2 separate regions of the Rattus norvegicus genome follow, and region 1 is linked to region 2. The links are chromatin contacts, called in public Hi-C maps. All regions are on one chromosome and are shown on one strand. Each heading gives the region's core, a stretch centred on a gene start, on an enhancer-like site or on the middle of the called end of the contact. The rest is flanking DNA. Distances are from core to core; before and after follow the strand shown. Region 1 has its middle 19 kb from the start of Mtres1. Region 2 holds the start of Bend3 (BEN domain containing 3).

The links. A called contact is a pair of places that touch in the nucleus more often than the background predicts.
Region 1: a Hi-C map of liver shows a contact between it and region 2, with 4 times the contacts expected there. The contact joins the enhancer-like site here to the promoter of Bend3 in region 2. A contact is called at or near these places in 5 of 12 Hi-C or Micro-C datasets (Schwann cells, frontal cortex, kidney and 1 more) and 1 of 1 datasets of contacts at active chromatin or transcription factors (oligodendrocytes).

The regions. Positions count from the first base shown.
Region 1 is chr20:48,600,660-48,603,415 of GRCr8, reverse strand. No RefSeq gene overlaps it. Among named protein-coding and RNA genes, the nearest start is that of Mtres1, 19 kb to the left of the region's middle. Within about 2 kb of position 1,470, at least 8 of the 93 cell types and tissues checked have an H3K27ac peak or open chromatin away from gene starts, as enhancers often do. A contact at or near this core is called in kidney and liver, where this site is marked.
Region 2 is chr20:48,561,103-48,563,802 of GRCr8, reverse strand. It overlaps Bend3 (BEN domain containing 3), which reads right to left and starts at 1,420. Exons shown (of 4, transcript XM_039099149.2): 1 at 1,282-1,420.

The DNA of each region.
Region 1 (2,756 bases), core at 221-2,720, 40 kb before region 2:
CATGTATGTGGTTTGCAGACATACATGCAGATAAAGCACCCATATATATAAAATGAAATTTTGTAACGTTCTCCTATTGGTCTGCATTGTGTTTGTACACATATGTATGTCTATATACACACATGTAAGACCAGTGACCCACAAAGCATACACTGCTTACTATCTGACCCTTTACTGAAAATGCTTAACTCCTGGCTCAGGAGAATAAAGAGTTTAGTTTGAGGTAGACACAGGAAATACACAGGGTCTTATCAGGATGGACTAGAGTTCTAACCCTCACGAGAGTGTTACACAAAGAGCTAAATCGACACAAAGCAGAGTAGGGCGGGGCTCACTGCACAGTGCACGGTGTGTGGTCAGACACTGAGGTCTGTCTGTGACCTCTGAGGAGCCATGCCTTAGCACCTGGAAGAATCGGTTCCAAGAGGAGACTCGGCCCTGTCCCTGTGAGGCTGGCTGTCCTCGATGGGCTCTTGTTTGCCCTCCGTCACTTCCTGAGATCTGAGTCTGGGTGTGAAGCTTCTAGAACCCAAAGCTTTTCACCACTTTGGTTTGGAGAACCCAGAAAAGTTTATCTCTATTTGAAAACTTTTAACTCTCCACAGCCAGAAAGGTGCCTGGTGACCTACATGAATTCAAGACCTCACATGGTAGGAGCTTGTATGTAGGCCAAGCCGGACTTGAACTCACGAAGATCCTTCTACTTCTGACTCCCAACATTGGGATTAAAGATGTGCACCCCCATGCTGGGATACCTATTTTTCAAGAAACTAAAAAAACATTTATTTCAGTTCGGTGGATGTTCAAGAACTTACCTAAAGGGTGCACGGTGTGTACTCCAAGCAAGGAAAAGGAACTCTGCCTTACCTTGGCTCTGTGAAGGTCCGCTTTGCAATCGAAATCCCGACCCCGTGGTCTCCAGGGAGCAGCGACTGGAACATTGTGTTTCCAGGAGAGCGGGACGGGAGCAGCTCCCGAACTGCTTTTCGGGTCCCATGGCTAGCTCACTAGCTCCAATCAGTCAGAGTAGCTTTTGGAAATCAGCAAACACTGCAGATCAGGGTTCGTTATTCCCCCTCAGAGCAACAACTGTTAAACATTTACCAACGCCCGCCCGTGAGAGGTTTTCCTTACGAAGCACCTCGGCCCACTGTCCCCTCTCTCGGTTCTTCTGAGTCCTCCCCGCCCACTCCGCTCCCTGCCCCCTCAACTTCGGCACACGTTTCCACGTCGTCCTCTGCGATTCGGACAATCATTTCACTCGGGTTAAATGGGATCATTTTGCGTGAATGCGTTTTTATGTTTTACTGTTTCACTGTTTTACTGTAAGGACTTTTATAGCAGCTCTGTTATGCATCTCGCTGCTCGCTCTTTCCTCTGGTGTGTCTGGAGCTCCGTCTAACCCATTACCCCAAAGTGCATCTTGCCACACTTCTCCAGCTTTCTCTCACTTGCCCTTGCCAAAGGTAACACTCTTGCTGTGTTGGCTGCCTTCCCGTGAACACTACTCCAGGGTGTTCGCAGACTCATTGCCTTACTAGGCCCCTGGCATTAGCCAGCTTTCTCATTTGCTGCCAGTATAATTTCTAGCTCCCCGCACCCCACCTCCACCCCACCCCCTTTAACTTTCTAACTCAGGATCCCTGGCCTCGGCCTCCCAAGTACTGGGATGACAGGCCTGCACCAACGCCGACTATTCCCCAAGATAGACAGTGTAAGATTGCAGCCAGGGCAAACAAGATTTTTTCTAAAGCGAACACTTGTTCCTAAAGAGAGGCCATACTTGCTTCTGAAATCAAAGTGACTTTTTTTTTCCCCTCGGAGCTGAGGACCAAACCCAGGGCCTTGCGCTTGCTAGGCAAGCGCTCTACCACTGAGCTAAATCTCCAACCCCTCAAAGTGACTATTAAACAGTATACAGGGGCTGGGGATTTAGCTCAGTGGTAGAGCGCTTACCTAGGAAGCGCAAGGCCCTGGGTTCGGTCCCCAGCTCCGAAAAAAAAAAACAAAAAAACAGTATACAATATCAACATTTGGGGAGTGGGGGGAGATAGGTAGTGGTGACTCACACCATTAATCTCCCACTCAGGAGACAGAGGCAGGCAAATCTCTGCCTTCAAGGCCAGCCTGCTCTGCAGAGGAGTTCCAGGATAGCCAGGGCTACACAGAGGAACCCTGTCCTAGGGAAAACCTCTTAGTTCTCAATTCTGAAGCAGAGAAATCAGAGGTCAAAAAGCCAACTTTGAGCGCTGTATTACCACCATGGCCACCGGCCTTCTGCGTACTGGAGTGCGTTGTCTCTTCCCTCTTCCCAAGCAGCCAGATTTCAGCTCGTTGAAACCAAGGATGGACGCCGCCTTGCAGCAGAAACAGTACAAGCCAAAGCCCTGGTCTGATCTCACAGCTGCCTACCAACATCATGGCTGCCTGTGAGGAACAGGGGGTCCTGCGGTTGTGCCTCAGGCCTGGCTTCGCCACACGTGGCAATGGCCTGGCTGCCTACTGCACAGGGAGCAGCCAAGGTCCAATCTGGTCATAAACACGCACATCTTGCAAATCAGCTTCAGGCAAGACCTGTCAGGGTCTGTGCTGCTAACTCTCAGGACTTTCCTGCCAGGCTGAAATGGGCTGTTCAACTAGTAACCCATGGAGGCAGGGCTGGTCAGAGCTACAGAGCAGGCCCAGGAGCTCTGGCCTCCTGAGTGGATGAAGCCCCTCTAGAGGCAGCAAGGGCCCTTACTGCACTCACCTCCTTG
Region 2 (2,700 bases), core at 171-2,670:
CTTCAGAGGTCGTGGGTTGGGTTCGCAGCACCCACGTGGCTTTAAGTCCAATGTCCTCCTCTGACCTCCCAGAACACTAGGCATGGATACGGTGCATGTATAACAAGCAATCAAAACACATACACGGAAAATAAAACTTAAAAAAACAAAACAAAACTCAGACACCTATAAATTAAAAGTGAATAGTCACAAAAAGAAAAACCGCAGGCATGGAACCGGAAAAGAGAAAAAATTAAAACCTCTATCTTGGACATTACAAGCTTTCGACACGTTCTCCACTCGCCTGGGTTTTCTGCCGTCTTTAGATTCCTGGTACCGTCCCCTCTACCCCGTGACGCGTTATTTGTAGGGAAACATTCAAAAGTTACTTTTAAAAGGAAGTTCTCTGCCTCCTAAAAGTGATCCCTAATTCAGAGCATCTCTGGTTGGCCTCCACCGACAAAACACTCCCAAGTGGGCCACCTGAGTGATCAAACTTCTACTCCAGTAAAAACTTAAGAAAAATAGAACTCAGATGAGCCGGTCCCGGCACACAAGGCCCTCACAACTCCGCACGGCACAGCCCCAGCCCCAGCCCGAGCCAAGTATGCGTGGGAAATCACGTCGATCACAGCGGGCACAAGTCACGAGGGGCGGCGAGCTCTCCGGGCCGCCTCCACCGCCGGCCAGGAAGGCCTCGCTCTCGCCGGGGTGCACACCCAGAGCGCCGCGCTGGGCCCGCCTCCAGCAGGGCAGCGGGAACCACGGAGCGCCGTGGAACGGCCCGGGAGGGCGCCGCGCCCCCTGGCGGCGGGGTTCGCCCCACCCGCTCCCGGCCGCCGGCGGCCTCGCTCCCTCCCCAGCCTCCCCGGGGCAGCGTCCCTCCGAGCGGCGGCTCTGGGGCCTCCGGCTCCCCGCCTCTCTGCTCCCTGACACCCCTCCATCCCCGCCACAGGCCGGTCTAGCGCGAGCGACCCGGCGCCGCGCAGCTGCTCCCCGGCGGCCCTCGGCTGCTCCATCGCCGGCCAGCCGGGGGTGGAGAGCCGGCGCGCGGCGCGAGTGGGGCCGGCCTGGCGGCGGCGGCGCGGACCGTTCCACCGTGCGTCCTCCCCTCCCTCCTCCTCCTCCCCGGCCGCGGCGCGCGTGCTCCCGGAACGCCATGGAGTCGCGGCGTTCCGAGCGGGCACAAAGGGGCGCGCGGCACAATGGGGCGCGACGAGCCCGTGGGCGCCCGCTCCCCCTCCAGCCCGCACGGAGGCGGCGAGCCGCTCGCGGGCGGCCCCCGCCGGGGCCCGCACTCACCTGGGACGAGAGTTGCTACTTTGCGGAGCGGGGCCCGCGCCGAGTTCGGGCGCCACGTGCGGGGGGCGGGCGCGCGGGCCGCAGTGGGGGCCGAGCGCGCAGGGCCTGGCCGGGGCGGCCCCGCCGACTGGCTGGGGGCGGCGGGCGGGCGGGCGCCGTGTATTTTCCCCTCTCTTTGTGTGTGTCCGTGCGCTGCGCTCTCGCGTGACGTGACGGGACTCCGTGTGTCATTTCCGCACAAGGACACAGGAGCCCCCGCTGCAGTGGAACCTCAAGCCCTCCGCCCCCACCGCGCCGCCCCTCCCCCTCAGCGGGGCACACGCGGGACCGGCGGCGGCGGCGGCGGCGCTCGGGCGTGAGCGACCGCGGCGGGGAGCTGGGGCGCGCTGCGGGGCGGGCGCGCTCGGCCTGCACAGCGGCTCCACGTGGGCCCGCGCCGGCTGCCGGCCGATCAGGGCGGCTCGCACCCACGAGAAAGCGCCCCGCGGCATTCTCCGCTACGTGCTCTCCCGGTTAGAGCGTGGCCTCAGTGCCTCTTTCTCTACTTTTCTCTCTCACCCCAGGGGGAGGGGGGTGAGGCGACGCGGCGTGTCTTTTCCGCCCGCGCCCCCCCGCTTTTGGGACGCTCGGCGGTGGCGCTGCACCCTCGCGCGGACCTTCCCGCGCCACGCCGGGCACAAAGACTTCAGGGTGCGTTCCCCCCCTCCAGATCCGCATGGATTCGCGGGTGGGGCACGCTGCAGCGACCCCGGCTCTGGGGGCTCCCTGGCCACTCCCCCGGCAGGGTGGCCGCCCTCTCCGGTAAAGCCTGAGCTCCGAGAGCCCAAGTTTTGCCGCTTGAGGCTGCAGAGCGAAACACGCGCTCGGGGACCCTCACGCCACCAACTCAGACCCACAGGGGCTCAGCGCGGAAAACAGGGAAACTCCAGTCGCGGACTTAGTTGAGAGCGACTGTCTCCTAGCCTCCCAGGCTGCAGAATCCGAGTTGAGAAATTAGAAACCTACCCCTCGCAGTTCCCCAACTTTCGGGGATTTGGGGGTGGGGGCGGGGGAGAGAAAAGCCCAAGTCAACATTTAAGCCGCGTGCGTGGTTTTTAGTAAACAATGAGGACGTAAGAAAAAATTCTTTTAATCCTTTAATTTACCGGTGGAAAAAAATATAAAAAGAAAAATGCAAATGATCCCATCTGCTGCCTACAGCTGACTGGCTGCGAGAGAGGACCATGTGGCCCGGCCCGGCGCGGTCAGTGAATACGTAGAATAGATTTTAAAAGGACGCACATGCTGGCTCCTAGCTGCCGGGTCGCGGCCGAGGGTTGGAATTAACGTGTAGTCAGGGATTACTGTGTCTCCACGCAAATTGGGAATTTAATCATTACCCAAGCTCCTCCCCTTCTGGTTTGAAATACTAATGGCACG